Regions from separate parts of the Anas platyrhynchos genome. Here region 2 is linked to region 1. Evidence: chromatin contacts called from public Hi-C data. All regions are on one chromosome and are shown on one strand. Each heading gives the region's core, a stretch centred on a gene start, on an enhancer-like site or on the middle of the called end of the contact. The rest is flanking DNA. Distances are from core to core; before and after follow the strand shown.

Region 1 (5,879 bases), core at 2,497-4,996:
CCCTCACGGTTGATAATTTGATTAAGCACACAAAATTAATGCAAAAATTTGAGGAGAGGAAAAGAAGTATCAGTAAAGGTATCTCTGCTGAAGCGTTAACCCTCAGGCAAAAGCATCTTTCAAAAGAGTGTGTTCCAAAGACACAAATTAGAACAGCAAAACACAGCAGGAAAACCAAATCAGACAGAGAGAAGCAAATTAGCAGAAGCAACAGGAAATCTCCCATGCCTGAGCTAACATCCCCAAAACAGAAACTGGAAGAGAACATTTCACTGCCTACCATGACCCACCAGCCGCTGGATGTAGTGGAGGAATCCCACGTCATATATAAAAAACAGATCCAGAACCCTTTTCAGGGTCTCTCATGGAGACACAACGTTTATGCCAAAGGGTACAGAGCTCGTGCTAACAGTCAGCTGAAGCCCAGGACTCAAAAGCAGGAGAGGGGCTCGCAAAGGCCCCGTTTCTTGGACTCCTCAAAAGCCTTTGAATATGAAGCTGAACAACCAGTTGCTGAAATGCAGGCTGACAATGCTAGGCAAAGCAAATTACTACGGGATAATCGGTCCTCCCTCCAAGTAAAGCAGGACAGTTTAAGTGGAAGCTGTAGTTATCCACAAAGCAGCACTTTGCGAACAGACGGTAACAGTAAACACTTTGTGGAGAGCGTTATTTCTGAAGACAACATCCACAGAGGAACAGTCAAAATGAGTCGTGGGGATATCCAAAAATCCCCTCACTCCTACACTGGGGATAACGGTATGTGTAAAGAAGCAGCAAAGCATTCACTACATCTGAAAGACAAGCACTGCAGGTACAAAGCCGCCGCTGTATGCGAGTTACTGGATCAAACAGCAAAAGAGTTTCAGAATGTCAGTCTTTCACGTTGTACAACCAATGTTAGCCGGGTAGAGGAATTTGGTGTGAAACACAGACAGAAGACTGATAAAAAGAATGACCTTATATTTAAATATGAGTGCGCCAGCCATCCTGGATCGCTGAAGGTGGAAAGTGAAGGATTTACTGGTAAGGGCTATCTTCCGTACCAGAAAGCTTGTGACAATGGTAGCTTGTTGCATCTGGGTGACAATTCTGAAAGCAATGAACCATGGCACTTGGTTCCTAGCCGTGCATCTCCAGGTACAAGGGACTGGAACAAAGCTGTGCAAGAGATGGGGCCATCTCTAACAAACTCCCAGGTTAATATTTGTTCAACGCAATACAGTACAACTGTAAATAAACCTGAATCTGGACACCAGGGATTTAACGGCTGTGCTGGCTTTGCAGAATCACTGGATGGCTCAAAAAAGCATCAAAACCCAGACTTTACAGCAGAAAGCTGTTTGTGCAGTCAGGTTCTTCTGACAGTTCACAGAAAGGAAGCTGAAAGTGGCCTTACTGACTGTGTGAAGGCTTCAGCTGTAGCCGATTTCTGCAGCACCAACGAGGCTGACTCTTTGCTGGACTCCCCCTGTGAGACAGGAGAAGCAGTGGCATGCCGTGCTTTGGGTCCACAAACCAAAGAAATGAGAAACCCCCCGGGAAAGAAAGGTCTGGTTTTTAAGAACGCGGGTACTGTGCTATCAGGACAGAATCACACAGAGGGGACAGAAAACCACAGCATAACAGGAGACAGTGGAATTGACTCCCCAAGGTAAGAAAACACATGTGACTGTGTTAGTTGTTTTAGCTTCAAATTAACAATCAGCTTTAGGTAGACTGGTTGCTTTATACCATAGATCCCTCTCCACAATGACAAAATTGTTATTATGTTTAAAAACTTAAGTGTTATGACCCAGAAATACTCAAAATGCAGAGTTCTACCATGTCTTTTTATGTGAACTTTCTCCCTACGTCCGCTATACAAATGCTGCAGTTTATATTTTGCTTTCATGAGACAAGAAATTATTATGAGCTCTGCTTTGCACAAGGAGATGTAGACAAGTGCAGAAATGTTATGAAACATGGTAATGAATAAACTCAATATGGTCCTGTTAACAATGTTGCTCAGCTTGCATTGATCTTACCATGTAATATTAACAATGTTGCCATAGTTCTCCCGCTTGTAGACAAAGAATAAAAAGTGTTTTATAAAGGTGTTCAATCATAATTTAAAGTACAAAGTATCATCAGAATTGCTCACAACAGAATGGAGAACGTGACCACCACCTGACCTAGAGGTTTCTCTTCCCTTCATAAGTAGGTAACTTTTTCAGGTGGATTTTTGAAAATTCATTAATAAAACAAACAAGTATGAAAAAATATTTCACATAGTTGCATGTGGGTAAGACTTGCAAAACTGTTAACTAAAGAGACAGGAACATAAAATGAAAAGCTGTGAGGAAAAAAAATCATATCAATTTTTAATAGCATCATATGTTCTTAAGACCTTAAATGACTGGTATTTAAGTACAATTAAACCACCCAAGTTCTCATTAGAGATTTACTGTCACCTTGAGAAACCTGTACACAAAGGAATAAATCACATACTACCATTTTTAAGGAAATTCTGCTCAAGTGTTTTTTTTTTCTCTCCCTTCTTAAGCAGCTTTTTGGCTGTACACTCTCTCAGGCAGAATTTTGGTGTGTTATTTGGACATGGACACTTGAAGCCTCTTGGTTGTTCTTCAGCAAAAAGTGTTTAAAGGGTCATTCTGATTGTATCGATGCCACCTGAGGCACCAGAAGCAAAGCCAATTCAGGTTATTTTTAGAGTATGAGGTCTGACATCTAATAATTCTGTTGTTTTAGATGGACTGAAAAGAAGATGAAGCTTCCTGCCAAATTCTAAAAGAATAACAATGCTAAAAGGAGGACAGAGTGGGAGGACAGTCACCAAAAAATTCCTTGCTTCAGCTAACTGTGGTCATGAATGTTTGATTAGTTTTTTAATGAGCTATGTAAACTTTTTTCTTTGTAACAATGCAACCGTACTGTAGCTATGACTGGTCACAGTGTGAGGCTGCTTCTAAATCAGAGCTGTTTGTTAGAAGTGTGGAGATCTAATGCACATTTCTGTGGCTCTCACCTCTAGTTTTTGCATCCCTGTGTCTAATAAAAGTGAGGACTGATGCACTTCCCTCAGATCCCTTTGTTAATCTGGAAAGGGTATGTGTTGCGCTAACAGGACTACACCACTTGTGCAGGAATGTTTGATGCTCTAATTCCTAAGTGTTTATTTAACTTTTACTTTTTGTGTGGAAAACCAGACCCAGGGGCAGGCTCCAGGCTCCCTCTCCCCTGTCAGCAAACACCGCAAAGGAACCAGCTGGGCACGCACCTTGTTACCACAAACTCTGCATGAATCCTGGGGCTTCCTCACTGTTTTGGGGAGAAATCACGGCAGTGCTGCTAGGCTCGCTTGTGCGTGGCTCTGTGTGGCGCACAGGACTCGGTCTTTGAGGCTCCTTCGGGTTTCTTCCCGTAGCTAAAGGCAGGCTGCGCTGCTTTCAGCCTGCGCGGTCTTTTACCGACCTTAAGCCCCCAGGAGATTCATTCTGAGGCAATATCCCTGCCTGCGAGGAGGGTCACAACCCCTCTAACCCGCTGGGCGCCCTGCGTTTTTTATTTTTTTATTTTTTTCCTCTCACGCAATTCGCTCCCCCCCCCGGCGGCGAGGGGCGGTGCAGGGGCACCCCCAAAATGGCGGCCGCCGCCTCACGACCGAGGCTGAGGCGGGCGGGGGCTGCCGCGAGGCACGCCGGGAGTTGTAGTCCGCGGGGCGGGGCGGCAGGCGATTGGCTGCGGCGGGCCGGGGCGGCGGGCGGCTTCCGGGGCGGGGCTCGTTCCTGTCACGGCGGCGGCGAGGAGCGGCGGCGGCGAGGAGCGGAGCGGCGATGCCCGAGGCCACCCGGCTGTGCGCGGGCAGCGGGGCGGAGGCGGGCTCCGACAGCCCCATGGAGAGCGAGGCGGCCACGGCCAACGGCCGGCGGCGGCGCAAGGTACCGGGGGCACCGGGGAGCGGCTCCGGGGAGCGGCTCCGGGGGGTTTCGCGATCGTTGCGGCCGGGCTGAGCCTTCCCCGCCCCTCAGGGGTCCGCTGGCGGCCGCCTCAGGCCGGGCCTCGCCGCCGCGCTGCGGTTCCGGGCCCGGCCCCGCGCTGCCCTGCACCGGGCCGGCCACGTGCGTGGCGGCGTGGCCTCGGCCAGGCCCCCCGGAGGCCTCGCGGCCGCCCCGCAGCCCGGCCACAACGCCCCCGCCGCGCCACCGGGGCTGGGCCCGGCTGGAGAGGCCCCTCCAGGGGGCTCCCGGCTCCTCCCGAGCCCCCCCTCCCGGTCCCAGCGCCGCGTGTGCCGCCGTCGGGAAGCCGGCTCCCGGCGGCACATGCGCGGAGGGGGCGGGATTTGGGGTTTTTTCTTCTTCAGGGGAGGGTTTAGGGGAGTTACGTGAGCCCCCGGTGGCGAGCCGGCTCTTGTCAGGCGTTTCTCCGTGCTGCCTCGGTGCCCCGTGGCTGGGCGAGGCGCGGGTTGGTGCTGACGGGCGTGTTGTTCCCCAGAAGGAGAAGAAAGAGAAGAAAGCCAAGCGGCGCGACAAGGCTCCGAAGAGGAAATCGCAGACGGATGAGAGCGAGCAGTCGGAGGATGAGCTCGATCCGCCCAAAGTCAAGAAAGCAAAGAGCAGAGAGAAGCAAAACGGTGATGCCAGAGGAGAGAGCCCGGAGAATGCCAGGTTATCTTCCCTCACCCTTAAGGCTGCCCGCAAAAAGCAGCCCAGTAATTCCAGCGAAACATCAAGTGGGGACTGTGACAGCGACCAAGAGCAGGTAAAAGTAATAACTGGCTTATTAACAGTTATCAGGGTAGCTTTCAACTCCTGTGCTATGACAAGGTTAAATTGAGAACATGTTTTTTCTCTTTTTTTTCCTTTTCTCCTTCCCTCTCAATCAATGGGAACTCTGCTGTAAATTTTCAGGCTGCTTGGTCTGCCATCGCTGTCGATTATTTGCGAAAGTTCTAAATTCTGAAAGCGTTGAGGTTCTAGATCACCATGGTTTCCTACCTTCAACAGTCCAGTGCTGTTGTAGCTGTTGGCAGCCGTTGGTGAGCTGCAGCAAGAGGGTACTTTAATGGGATTCAGCATCGTTGGATGTGACTGTAATGGCCAGAAATACATTTTAATTGACTTATTTTTGATAGAGTGGATATTTGTTGGGTGAAGTAACATTTCTTTTTTTAGCTGGTTTAAAAATAAGGGCTATATGTTAATTTCTTTCTACCTTATCTTGCTAAATGGCGCTTTGTAAGGTGATGTTTCTTAGTGTAATAAAGTATATCATAGGACCAATTCTGTAAGTATTTTTAAGCCTTCCTGTGGTTTATTATGTCTTTTTAAAATTGCTTGACATAGTTCACTGTGTTTTTTTGTTGTTGTTGTTGGGGGAAATATTGTCATTCCTAGGATTTGTTTTTAAGTCTATTTAGTCACGTTATTTATTGTTGCTTGCGTTTTTTGTGGTGATTGACACTTTGCAAAGCACCCAGCATTGCCATGGGTAGTTTTTTTTAGCACACTTATCGTTTTAGTCAACGTGCTGCTACGGTGTAAATTGAAGTGATGCACTAGTAAGTGGGTGAATTTAATGATCAATGTGTTGCTCTTTTGGGGATCAATTTGTGTACGTGTAAATTACTGTGCTGTGTTAGGAAGTAGGGAGTTGGCTAGCAAGCCATATCAATCTACTCTGTCAGTAATTGCTTAAAATATAATCTTAAAATGTATTTAAAAGCTATTAGAGTTCATTTATATATTTTCCATTATTATACCGTTATATTTGAAACTGCCTTAATTTAAATTACAGACCACTTTCGTCTAACTGAAAGATGGTAGTGAGCAAGTAAAACAAAGAAGGCTGTGATATAGTTATGGAAAAACTGACCTTTG
Region 2 (5,879 bases), core at 933-3,432, 150 kb before region 1:
GCTTTACAGCCTAGCACAGAATTCAGTGTTGGAACAAATATATTTTAAAGAATACTCTTAGTCAAACAGTTTTCAACCAGGCAACTATTAGTTACCATAACCATTTACATATATTTTTGCTTAATACAAATTTGCAGGAGTTTGACCTGGGAACACACTAAATCATCCTCTAATCAGATACTAGCTTTTCAGCAAAAAGGATGTCTGAAACCCAAGTACAAAACCATACCTGCCATGGATCCAGCCATTAACCGATGCACATGCCCTGAAATCCCAAGGTGCTTCTTTATTACCTACAAAATAAGGAACATTTACAATAGTTGTATATAGAAAATACAAGGAAATACATCACACCATTTACTGGCACATTAATGCAAACCCTGTAGCTGTTTATAAGAAGTTTACAACCTTACAAATTCAAACCAGACCACTAATTACTGTTAAAGTAGTTTTTTGAAATTTTATGTTGGTACCAATTTCTTATTAAAAACACCCAAGTATTAAAATACTTCTAACAAGGCAGAATGATTAGTTGAACTTATTTGTACTATTTACTCTGGACACTAGATTGTTTATTTAGTTATCTTTAATCCAGTTCAAACAAGGCAAACTGAATACTACCTCTTTCGCATGACAGTACAAAGGACAGTGAGCAAAATTGGAAAGTTACACATTTGAACGAGAACTTCCTAAATTACATTAAGTCCTTCAAGGAAGTTAGAAAACAATTTTCGGACTTATGTCAAAGAACTAAGCAGTTTTAAGAAGCAGTTTTTCCTACGAAGAATCATTCATGGGATTATTTCATATATTCACAGAAACACAGAGTTGTCTAGGTTGGAAGAGACCTCAAGATCATCAAGTCCTAACACTGACCTAACACTAACAAGTCCTCCACTAAACCATATCACTAAGTTCAACACCTAAACGTCTTTTAAAGACCTCTATTATTCCTGTGGAGGTCCTTCTATGGGATTGTTTCCCCCTCCTTTTACACACTGCTCCAAACTATCTTGAATGTTTGTCGTCAAATAATAGATAAAAGAAACTGCTATGACGTTAAATGGTTTCTTGAAATGTGTGGATTCACAAATCATTTCATTATAAAGCACGGCATGTGCTCTTTTGTTCAACACAATATAAAACAAGCATAGCGTTTTGATCAACAGCATTTACAATTACACCACAAAAAAAAAGAACATATGAAGCTCATTACAGTTAGTTCTTTGTGTGAGCCTTCTGAAACTTCCTCTTCTGGGAGGGAAGTCACAATTTGAATCTTGCTGTCTTCAGTGAAAATCCTGCAATTTACTTCACTGGGTACTAAATCTGACCTTTCAACTATGAAATTCCTCATTGCTAACAGTAAAATTATATTTTTCACCATGTATACATGGTTAAAAACATAGTCCTGCTAACATCTGATTTCTAAAACATGCTGTGGAGATTTATTATGAAAGACTAAATGCATAAGAGTCGAAAGGAATACACAAATCACACAGGCCCCCTGAAATATGCACCTTCTCTTCCAGGTCATTTTTATCTACAGCCTGACACTGACAGTCATTTCTCAGGTCAAACGTAAGAGTAATATAGCCAGACAGATTTTCAAGTTCAAGTTATTCCATACATCGGGTACTAAGAATTCCAATGCAGTATAATAAAGAACAGAAAGGTTATGTTTTGTATTTTGTTCCTACTTTCTTCACAAAGGTATATTTTTAGCAAAATAACTAGCAGAAGACTTTAATGACCTTTATATGTGTGTGTGTGTGTGTGTGTGTGTGTAAAAACACACACAATCAACAATACAAAGCAACAAGAATTGTTTGGAATTTTTCCTTAAGCAGCACTGCAAACAGTTTCACTGTTGCTTTGAAATTTTTAATGGGTAGATTTGGATAAAATTAAGCAACCTTATGAAAGATGTGCAGATTAACCAGTAAGAAACAAAAGTTTCAGTGTTAGTTTTGATCACTTAAAAATCTGTATTCATTGCAGCCAGATAAAAAGAAAAAAAAAATAAAAGAAGAGAAAAATAAATTCAGCTACCTTTTTATATTGGTCAAATGCCATAAATTGAATTGCTCCATATGGAAAGATTCTAATCATCATTGCCCCGTTTCCTTTATACAACCCAAGGTAACCTTCCTTTTTGGGGACAGCACACAACGTAGAAAACACTCCTGCCACAATGCAAAAAGAGGTATTTAACAATTACACTGGGGAAAAAAAAAAAAAAGAAAAAGTTTCAAGCAAGTAAAATAGGACAGTATGCATAGAAGTAAAGTCCAACCATGTTGCTCCTTTAACTATGGAAAACCCACTTTTAATGCCAAAATATTGCCAGAAGGAAGAGGTTTAAGGTTAAGTTTTTACCAATTTTCTCACCTCCTATATTCAGTGAATCTCCTTCTGCATTCACATATTTCAAGCCTCATGCTTGCCTGGACTGCCACCAATCCTACTGCAAATGACAATAGCTACCCACAAAAGCTAAGACTAGCAACTGAAGGAAATAAACCTGTTGAGTTGCATTTCAGTCAATTTAAAAGTCAATTAACAATAACAACAAAAAACCTTACAACAAATCTAAAATAATGGGCAAACAACCTATTGTTGTCACATGCTAAATTAGAGATTAAATGCCATTACTGAGGAAATGAAGTAAACAAGTTTAAGACTCCCATTACTTCAACATTTTACACTTCCTGTCTCAAAGAAGAAGCAATCCTACTCCCTTTTGATGGGTGGCAAATAATGCAAGATCACATAAAGTTAGGGCAAAACCAACAGCTTTAGGAGAAGCATATTGTTAGCTATAAACGACTGCTATCAAGTTGATTTTTTTTCTTTTAAATAAAGGAATAAACCATAACAGTTGAACAATTTCCACATGCAACTACTTAAGAAGAGGTAAACCTGAGAAAAGCTTCCACCTCTACCTTACTTGAAGGCAGAAAAAAAAATGATAAACTTCCATTTAAAATTTAAACAAATGTTAATTAGCTTCTGGGGTTCTAAGAATACAATAGTGTATCTGTTTTTAAGAGGTTGCACCTACTACGTGCCTCTGAGAAAATATTTACACCATGACTAGAATTTCTCTCTACCCTGCAATGCTGAGTTACTGTTTTTTATTTCTTTCAATACACGCTCTGAGATCCAGCTGTCATGAACTCCACAGAGCAGGGACAGTAAAAACACTTAGTGAGGACTGCGATGAACCCACCCACTGGATCTCTGCACATACAGGTATTCTATCCATATAATTATCTTTTTTGCCTACACGTAACAAGGACACGCATTCAAGTCAGACACGTTTCTAACAATCAAAATCATATTTAACTCTAAGTGGGGAAGAATACAAAACTTAACTATGTGTAGTCTTAATTCTACCTTATCTAGTGCCAACTATGGCACAGTACAAAGTAATAATTTAAAATATTAGTCAAACCAATTATTTCAGCCTTCCGTTGTTAAAGTGAAGATTTGAATGCGTACTTATGTGATTGCATTACCAAGCTGCCACATGCCTCGTGTTTCCCTTTTTCATACATCAAAGTTAATATATATCTGTTGAATTTTGTTGCAAGATTTATTTTTCAAGCCTTGAAAACATGATCATTATTCTTTAAGTTACAAATTTTGAAGTTTCATTTCATGTAATGTTAACTAACTCGATTATTTTTTTCTGGACACACACCCGAACTTCTGGACGTAAGTTAGGACATGTATTTCAAGGCCAAATGACAAAATATGTCTAACATTATGCACGAGAGGGCACTGTTACAGCCGCACACCGAACGGTTCTGAACATGCTGACAATTCTGAGATGACTCTCTCACCATGATGTAACACAGATGCCGAATGCAGATCGCCAGCACCTTTTGCGAAGCACCAGCCCACTTTTATTCTCAGTTTGCATCAATCACACTGCTGTCAGGGAGGGTAAGTGCACGAGCCTGGCAGGACTCAGCGGTCACCGTCATGGTATCACCAGCCCCTCTGCGAGGACCACCAAGCTCTGAAAAGTGCCCACTCCCACAAGCCCTGCAGGCAGGTACTGGCAGTAAACACAGTAACAGTTAGCAGCAGTGACAGGTCTTACATAAATGATCCCAAGCTTTGAACCTGTGATTACCAATCTCCTGCTGACTTCAGTAAGAAGAGGATCAAGCCCCAGCTCTTCCGCCTTATGGAGGATTATTCTGACATCTCAATCTCTAACTTGTCAACCAGTGCTGCAACTTAATTGTACAGGCTCAACATCTCTCGTTTAAGGGCAGTTTGGTTGGTTGGTTTCGTTTTTAAATGCTTGCAATATACAGCACAGCGACTGCCAAACGGAAATGACCTTCTGTCTGATTAGCACCTTTATCACCGTTTCATCACTGAATAACTCAACAAACCTAAATGACAGACATTGCATTTCACAACAGAATTAGACACGCAGCAGCCATCTTACCTAGATGTTTGTAATGGTGGTTATGAGCTTGCAGCAAAATCTTTACTCGATCCAGTGGTGCAGTGGTTGTTTTGGCACAACATCCTGCGACACCTTTCCAAGAGGAGAAAAAAGCCATGGGATGCCAAAGTCCTTCAAGTCAGCAGTTAAATAAGGGATTTCCTGGTGCATTTTCAAACGGAGTGGGAGAGAGGAAGCTTACATAGGAAGTCGAGAAGGCCCCAATTAGGGGACATCCTCTAGAAGCATGCCACAAAACCCCAGCAGCCTCACTGCCTAAGCTCACTGCGTGCAGCACACAAGGGCCGCCACCCGCTGAAGCCGCAGCGCTGGGCGAAGCCTTTACCCTCGAAGGAGGGCTCCCCTCCCCTCTCCTCGCACCCCCTGGAGGGAAGCACCCCTCGGACGGAGCTACGGGACCCACCTCCGGCGATGAAGGAGCGCAGCCAGTAGAAGTCACGCCGCGCCGTACCCGCACCGGCCGGCAGCGCAGCGCCGGGCCCCGCCGCCGCCGGGGAGGCCATGGGGCAGCGCGGGCACGGCCGGCGGCGGCTCGGCTCGGCTGGGCTCGGAGCAGCCGCCGCTGCGGTGCAGGGGAGGAGCCGGGGCCGCCCGCACCCTCCCCGCGGCCGCCGCCGCGCCGGGCTCCGGCCGCCGGGCCGCGCTGCGGCGCCTGCCGATGGCGTCAGAGCCGGCAGCGTCCCGCCCGGGGAGAGCGCCACACAGCACGGCACAGCAGAAGCGAGGCCGGCCCCGCGAGGTGCAACTTGTACCCCATGCTCCGCTGGGCCAGCGCTTCGAGCCGGCCGCACCACGAGCGTTTAAACTGCGTCAGTCTGCATCAGTGTGGCTTCGTGTTCTTGAGCGCGCCCACGCTCAAGTTTCGAAATGCATCAGAAAGGGACGTAGATGCTGCATCGAAAAAGTTATCTCGCAGTCAGAGTTATCAAAACCAGTACCGTATTTGTAGCCATCAGGAGCATTGCGCAACTTGTTAGGCTGTCCACAGTGTCTCTGATAAATAATGTTTTGGTAAGCACAGGGCTTACCAAAAACCATTTGGAGGACAGGAATTCAACATGTGATGAATGCCAATGCACATCACAGGCAAGGAGTGTACCTGAAGCCAGACATTAGCGAGCAACTTAATACTGTCAGCTTTTCAATACATTTTCTGCAGTTATTCACATTTCTTATACTTTATGCCCCATATGCATTGAGCTGAGGTGCAGGTGTGCAGAACATCCTGCTTTCAGCTTGTGTCAAACTGCATTCAACAGATTTTACTTTTTTTTTCCCCCTTTAACAGACTACCTTGCTTAAAAAATAAGTTTGTTTCAGTACTGGGTTGGTTACATGCTCGATCATTACTTATTTGGGGAGTGGCTATTGTAATACACATTTTTTTCCA

The links. Hi-C and Micro-C count contacts between places; a contact is called where the count stands out from the background.
Region 2: a Hi-C map of subcutaneous adipose tissue shows a contact between it and region 1, with 2.2 times the contacts expected there. The contact joins the promoter of TET1 here to the promoter of LOC101800344 in region 1. A contact is called at or near these places in 3 of 8 Hi-C or Micro-C datasets (liver, skeletal muscle and subcutaneous adipose tissue).

What each region holds. Positions count from the first base shown.
Region 1 is chr6:7,658,508-7,664,386 of IASCAAS_PekinDuck_T2T, reverse strand. It overlaps LOC101800344 (nucleolar RNA helicase 2), which reads left to right and starts at 3,746. Exons shown (of 15, transcript XM_027460760.3): 1 at 3,746-3,941; 2 at 4,498-4,761. The coding sequence starts at 3,837. STOX1 (storkhead box 1) reads left to right here. Exons shown (of 4, transcript XM_038181359.2): 3 at 1-1,654; 4 at 2,752-3,941. The coding sequence ends at 2,791. It overlaps LOC140002868 (a long non-coding RNA gene), which reads right to left and starts at 3,420. Exons shown (of 3, transcript XR_011810438.1): 1 at 3,281-3,420.
Region 2 is chr6:7,802,807-7,808,685 of IASCAAS_PekinDuck_T2T, reverse strand. It overlaps TET1 (tet methylcytosine dioxygenase 1), which reads left to right and starts at 2,182. Exons shown (of 12, transcript XM_072040354.1): 1 at 2,182-3,255. SLC25A16 (solute carrier family 25 member 16) reads right to left here and starts at 5,138. Exons shown (of 9, transcript XM_005009124.6): 1 at 4,893-5,138; 2 at 4,469-4,561; 3 at 2,053-2,186; 4 at 230-293. The coding sequence starts at 4,992.